2 separate regions of the Sus scrofa genome follow, and region 1 is linked to region 2. Evidence: chromatin contacts called from public Hi-C data. All regions are on one chromosome and are shown on one strand. The core of a region is the stretch at or near the end of the contact, and the rest is flanking DNA. Distances in the headings are between cores, read along the strand shown.

Region 1 (2,700 bases), core at 12-2,511, 240 kb after region 2:
AACAGCCTGAGCGCTTTCCAGAGGCTGCTCGCCTACTGGCTCCCGATTTGGTCCATCCACCTAACCGCCCAACTCCCGCATCCCCCATTGGAGTCAAATCGTGGCCTCTTGGAGGAGCCCAACCTACCGCGCGCTTCGTGCTCATTGGCTCAGTGAGATGCTGCTCAGGAGGAGAAAGCCCGCCTCCCACATACCGATGGCCCAAGGACCGATGAGTCGGCAGCTAAGGACAGCCCCAATTGGCCTATACACTCGCCAGTCAAACTCTTCCGCTGCAAAGCTCCACAGAACCTACGGGGATAAAACATCCCGCCCCCGTTCTTCCATTGGTTGGCCGATCTCACCGCTCCCCCTTCACGAGCCCCCACCCCGAGGTCCATTCATTTCACACAATAACGGGCCCAGTTGGAGTCAGTTCAAGACCTCGTATGGGTAGGCAAGATGGTCCGCCACTTACCGGGGGTCGAGACCGATCACTCACGCTAACGCCTCGCCTGTTCCTCTGTGGTGCGGCCGGACCACAAGCCACCGCCGCCGCCGCCTTCTGCGCAACGCCAACCGCCCGCCAAAACGGATCCTTCCCTGCGCCTGCGCGACCAATCCTGGGACCCGACCCTTTCCCCGCCCATTACGCCTGCGCAAAAGGGGGCACAACTCCCGCCACTACGCAGGCGCCTTAGGTTCGCCGCTGTCTCCTGCCCGCCATTTCACGTGTTGCAAGCTCCGGGCGGAACTTCTTAGCGCGCCTGCGTAAACTCGCCATTTTACTACACATGCGCTCAGCAGGCGATCTTGCCCCCGCCCCCGTTCCGCCAAATTGTCACATGCTAGCTACTTTTTTGATACATAGTATTAAAAATGCTTTGACACAGGCGTTGAATATTCCGGACATAGCTAATTAAAAAGTTATCTCAATACCCGAAATAATTCAAATATGAATCATTGGTTGACCAGCCAATCAGTCTAGTTAAGAATAATATTACTTAGGAACCAATGGACCGGGAGGGGTTGAGACTGCGTAGAACGCCCAAACGGATGACGTTACACAGCAACGCATACGAGAGACCAATAGTGGGGGAAAGCTATGTCAAATATCCAATCAGAGCTACTCAGGGGCGGAGTCTACCAATGCCGAACGCGAGGAGGCGGGATAAAAAAGCGAGGCCGAAGGTAGGCTGGCAGACTCGTTCGTTAGATTACTCCTTTCTGCCCCCGGACGCCGCCGAGTAAGCATCGTTGTAACCTCCTCCCCACTACCGTCATGTCTAAGTCAGAGGTGAGTGAGACTCTTTTTTCATCTGCGTTTTCTTCTTCGCCGCTTGCTGAGTTTGGTAGGGTGCAGTCTGGTTTGGCTGCTTGCACCAGCCTTTTCGGCAGTTCTTCGGTCGCTGCCGGGGCCTACCCCTCCCTGAGTTCAGGTCGCCATTTTGTCCTCGTCGCCATGAGGCTGTCGTCGTGCAATCCTTGGTTATCACGCTGCTCTCGTTCTTTTTTGCAATGCTCGTGGACACATTCGGTCTGTTTTTCATCCTTGTCCTAGTGGACGACTTTCTTAAAGAGTAGCTGTAGTCCAATTTTGGCGATGCACGCCCTCCCAGTCCTTTTGTTGCGCGTGCGTCGTAGGGAGAGTAAGGGGCGCATGCGCTCGCCGCTTCCCAGCCCCCAACATACCGCCTCCCCAGATGGGGAGAAGCACGTGGCTTACAGCGACCCGAGGGAACAATAAAAGCTTCGTACGTTGCTACCTGGTGTTGCTTCTTGTAGCGGGGAGCTTGTTTGCGTTATAGCCCTATTTAACGCTTTTTTTGCCCCTACTTCTAGTCTCCCAAAGAGCCCGAACAGCTGCGGAAGCTCTTCATCGGAGGTTTGAGCTTTGAAACAACCGATGAGAGTCTGAGGAGCCATTTTGAGCAATGGGGAACGCTCACAGACTGTGTGGTAAGACTTGGAAGAGACAAAAGGCCTTAGAGCTAGTTGTTTTTCTTGGCTTATCTCGCTGTCGTTGCTGTTTGAATGCTTATGAAGATTCCTATTGACTTTATAGCTTACTTGACAAAGGAAGGTGTGGCTTCATAGCTGAAAAGCTCCCAATTGTTAGGTTTAAGGGGTGGGGGCGGTGGTCATTGAAGAGCTTCGTTTAGAGGGTTGGTAGAAAGTTTTCCATTGCCTTAGTCAAGGTAGAAAAGGCTGTAACTTCTGGTGTCTTACCATGTGCTAAATAAACATTAAAGGTAATGAGGGACCCAAACACCAAGCGCTCCAGAGGTTTCGGGTTTGTCACGTATGCCACTGTGGAGGAGGTGGATGCAGCCATGAATGCAAGGCCGCACAAGGTGGATGGAAGAGTTGTGGAACCAAAGAGGGCCGTCTCAAGAGAAGTAAGTGATGTTTTTCTTGTGTTTCATCGACTGGAAATGTTCGATTAGCAGGATTCACTCACATTAAGGGGATGTAACAGACTTAGTATTAACATGGTCTTAGGATTGTTACTATTTTCTCCCCCTTTAGGATTCTCAAAGACCTGGTGCCCACTTAACTGTGAAAAAGATTTTTGTTGGTGGCATTAAAGAAGACACTGAAGAACATCACCTAAGAGATTATTTTGAACAGTATGGGAAAATCGAAGTGATTGAAATCATGACGGACAGGGGCAGTGGCAAAAAGAGAGGTTTTGCTTTTGTAACTTTTGATGACCATGAC
Region 2 (2,700 bases), core at 94-2,593:
GGAAAGAATCAGACTTGGGGCTAGGGAAGGGGTCAGAAAGGCTGTGGGAGCCCCTTGTCGCAGCCTGTAAAGGTGGCCCAGGCACCTGCCCTGCCCACCCCCAGCCCTGTCGGCCCTAGCCAGGTCCTTTCTGCACCTCCAAAGAGCTCAGAAATTGCTCTCCTGTGACACCCTTCTGGGTCCAGGTCCCTAGAAAGCCTGGTTCAGAGGCCTTTTCCCCCAAAGGCACAAAACAGGCCTCTTCCTCTGTCCTGTTCTTGTCACATTTGTGGAGGCCTGGATTTTGCTTCTCCAGGCTGTCAGTTAACATCTATTTTCCATGCAAAATACCTGGCATAGGTACCACATGAGGGTCATACACAGGGATGCAGAGCAGTTCCCCAGCCCATGGTGTCTCTGTTTCTTTAGCCACCCAGCTACCTCTGCCACCCACCCCTGCCACCCACCCAAATTGAAAATTGCCTTGTTGCCACTCTGGACTCCCTGGCTTGATGAGGAGGCCTAGTCATCTTCCCCTGGCTCCTCACCTCCAGGCTCATCCCAGAGGCCCCAGCACTCTTGTCCTCTCTAGTTCTGCCTACCCAGGACCCCTCCTCCTGGGGATCCTGTCTACCACTCCAGAGGCTGGGTTCACTTTCCCAAGCTGACAGGCAACCCCTTCAGCAGTAACAGGGCCCTGGGGCCTCCAAGGGAAGGGATCCCCACCCTTGGTTTAGCAAACCTGAGATAAACCCCCTCCAGCCAGGGCAGGGGGGCCTCCCTACCCCAAACCCCTTCCTTCAGCCATTTTGAACACTGAAAGACCTTGAGGTTCTGGAGGACAGGGCTATCTGTTACCAAAAAAACCTCTCTGTACATCCTAGTGAAGCTTCATCTCCCCTTAAAATTAAATATAATTTAAAAGGCCATTTCAGGGGTTTGTTGCATCAACACCCAGCCTCTTCACAGGAGAAAAAGCCAAGGCCTGAAGGCCAGCCAGAGAGCCAGGCTGCAATTCCTCGAAGTAGGCACCAGGTGTCGCTGTGGGCTCGTTGTCCCGGCTACCCCCCAATTCCAAGAACCATTTTTTTTTTCCTCCCCCTTCTCTCCCTTTCTCTCTCTCTCTCTCTCTCTCTCTCTCTCTCTCTCACTCTCACTCCCTCACCCCCTTGGTTGGGCTTTGCCAACATATCAAGATGCGTTTCGCCGGCTTCCATCACTAACCTCCCGGAGGTCATCAAGCCAAATTTATGAGTGGCCGCTCGAGTCACGTGACTCTATTTAAGGCTCCCTTATTTGGGAAGAGCGCATAGGATAAAGAAAGAGATATCTCCACCTATAAATTGTGCACTTTGGAGAACAAAAAACCCCTCAACTTCAAAGAGTCACAAATCACCCTTAATCAAAAAGGGTGCAGAAATTTTTTTTGGGCCCTCCCCGCCATGAGCTCCTACGTAGCCAATTCATTCTATAAGCAGAGCCCCAATATCCCTGCCTATAACATGCAAACTTGTGGGAACTATGGATCGGCCTCAGAGGTGCAGGCATCCAGGTACTGCTACGGCGGATTGGACTTAAGCATCACTTTCCCACCGCCTGCGCCTTCCAACTCTCTCCACGGGGTAGACATGGCTGCCAACCCCCGGGCTCACCCCGACCGCCCCGCCTGCAGCGCCGCGGCCGCTCCGGGACACGCTCTGGGCAGAGATGAAGCGGCTCCTCTGAACCCCGGGATGTACAGTCAGAAGGCGGCTCGCCCAGCGCTGGAGGAGCGAGCTAAGAGCAGTGGGGAGATCAAAGAGGAGCAGGCGCAGACAGGGCAGCCCGCCGGACTGAGCCAGCCACCGGCCCCGCCACAGATTTACCCGTGGATGACCAAACTGCACATGAGCCACGGTAAACTTTAGGACTTCATTTTGCGCGCTCGGGTCCGCCTGGGTTTTATAGGCCATGCGGGGCAAATAAAGAAAAAAAACCTGCGGCCATAAATTTTACGATCCAGGCATCAATGGCTCGTAAAACTGTCCACTAAAAGGCTTAGAGGCTGTGTGCGCCCAAATTTACGACGACATAATTGGATCATAGGAACAAAACGTGTATAAAAGGCAATATTCAATTTTTGGGGGAGAGGGAGGGAGTTAAAAAAATAGAGGGATCTGAAGGGTGAGGAGCGCGGGGCTCCAGAGCGGGGATCCCCCCGCGGTCCCTCCTCCCTCCCCTGCGGAGCCGGCTCGGCCGCCGCTTGCCGCTCCGGAGGATTCCAGCGACTCGGGAGGGGCGGGAGGGGGCTCCCCGGTGCTCGGATCTCGAGGGTGCTTATTGTTCGGTCCGAGCCTGGGTCTCCCTCTCCCCCCCACCCCCTCAGCCCCTCCGGCTGCTGAGTGAAGGCTGCGGCGGAAAGTTTCCTGCCTGGGCGGAGGCGCCTCTCCCCGGGCCAGGCTGGGCTGGGCCGGGCCCGCCTGCGGCCCGCCGGGCCTGTCCTGCCCTGCTCGCCTCGTCTCCCTCTGGCCGCGGGTGGGGGCCTGGGCTGGGACCGGGACGCTGGGGCGCTGCACGCTATTCACCCCTTCCTGGCTTGGGGGGTTTATGTTCCAGAGACGGACGGCAAGCGGTCCCGAACCAGTTACACGCGCTACCAGACTCTGGAACTGGAAAAAGAATTCCACTTTAACCGCTACCTCACTCGCCGCAGGCGCATAGAAATCGCCAACAACTTGTGTC

What was found. Hi-C and Micro-C count contacts between places; a contact is called where the count stands out from the background.
Region 1: a Hi-C map of skeletal muscle shows a contact between it and region 2, with 2.6 times the contacts expected there. The contact joins the promoter of HNRNPA1 here to the promoter of HOXC5 in region 2. A contact is called at or near these places in 2 of 47 Hi-C or Micro-C datasets (both in skeletal muscle) and 1 of 2 datasets of contacts at active chromatin or transcription factors (skeletal muscle).

The regions. Positions count from the first base shown.
Region 1 is chr5:19,483,916-19,486,615 of Sscrofa11.1, forward strand. HNRNPA1 (heterogeneous nuclear ribonucleoprotein A1) reads left to right here and starts at 1,262. Exons shown (of 9, transcript NM_001077218.1): 1 at 1,262-1,276; 2 at 1,822-1,938; 3 at 2,232-2,378; 4 at 2,509-2,700. The coding sequence starts at 1,262. CBX5 (chromobox protein homolog 5) reads right to left here and starts at 612. Exons shown (of 5, transcript XM_021091740.1): 1 at 458-612.
Region 2 is chr5:19,244,514-19,247,213 of Sscrofa11.1, forward strand. HOXC5 (homeobox protein Hox-C5) reads left to right here and starts at 1,344. Exons shown (of 2, transcript XM_003126202.3): 1 at 1,344-1,875; 2 at 2,575-2,700. The coding sequence starts at 1,422. MIR615 (microRNA 615) reads left to right here and starts at 2,250; the gene lies at 2,250-2,337.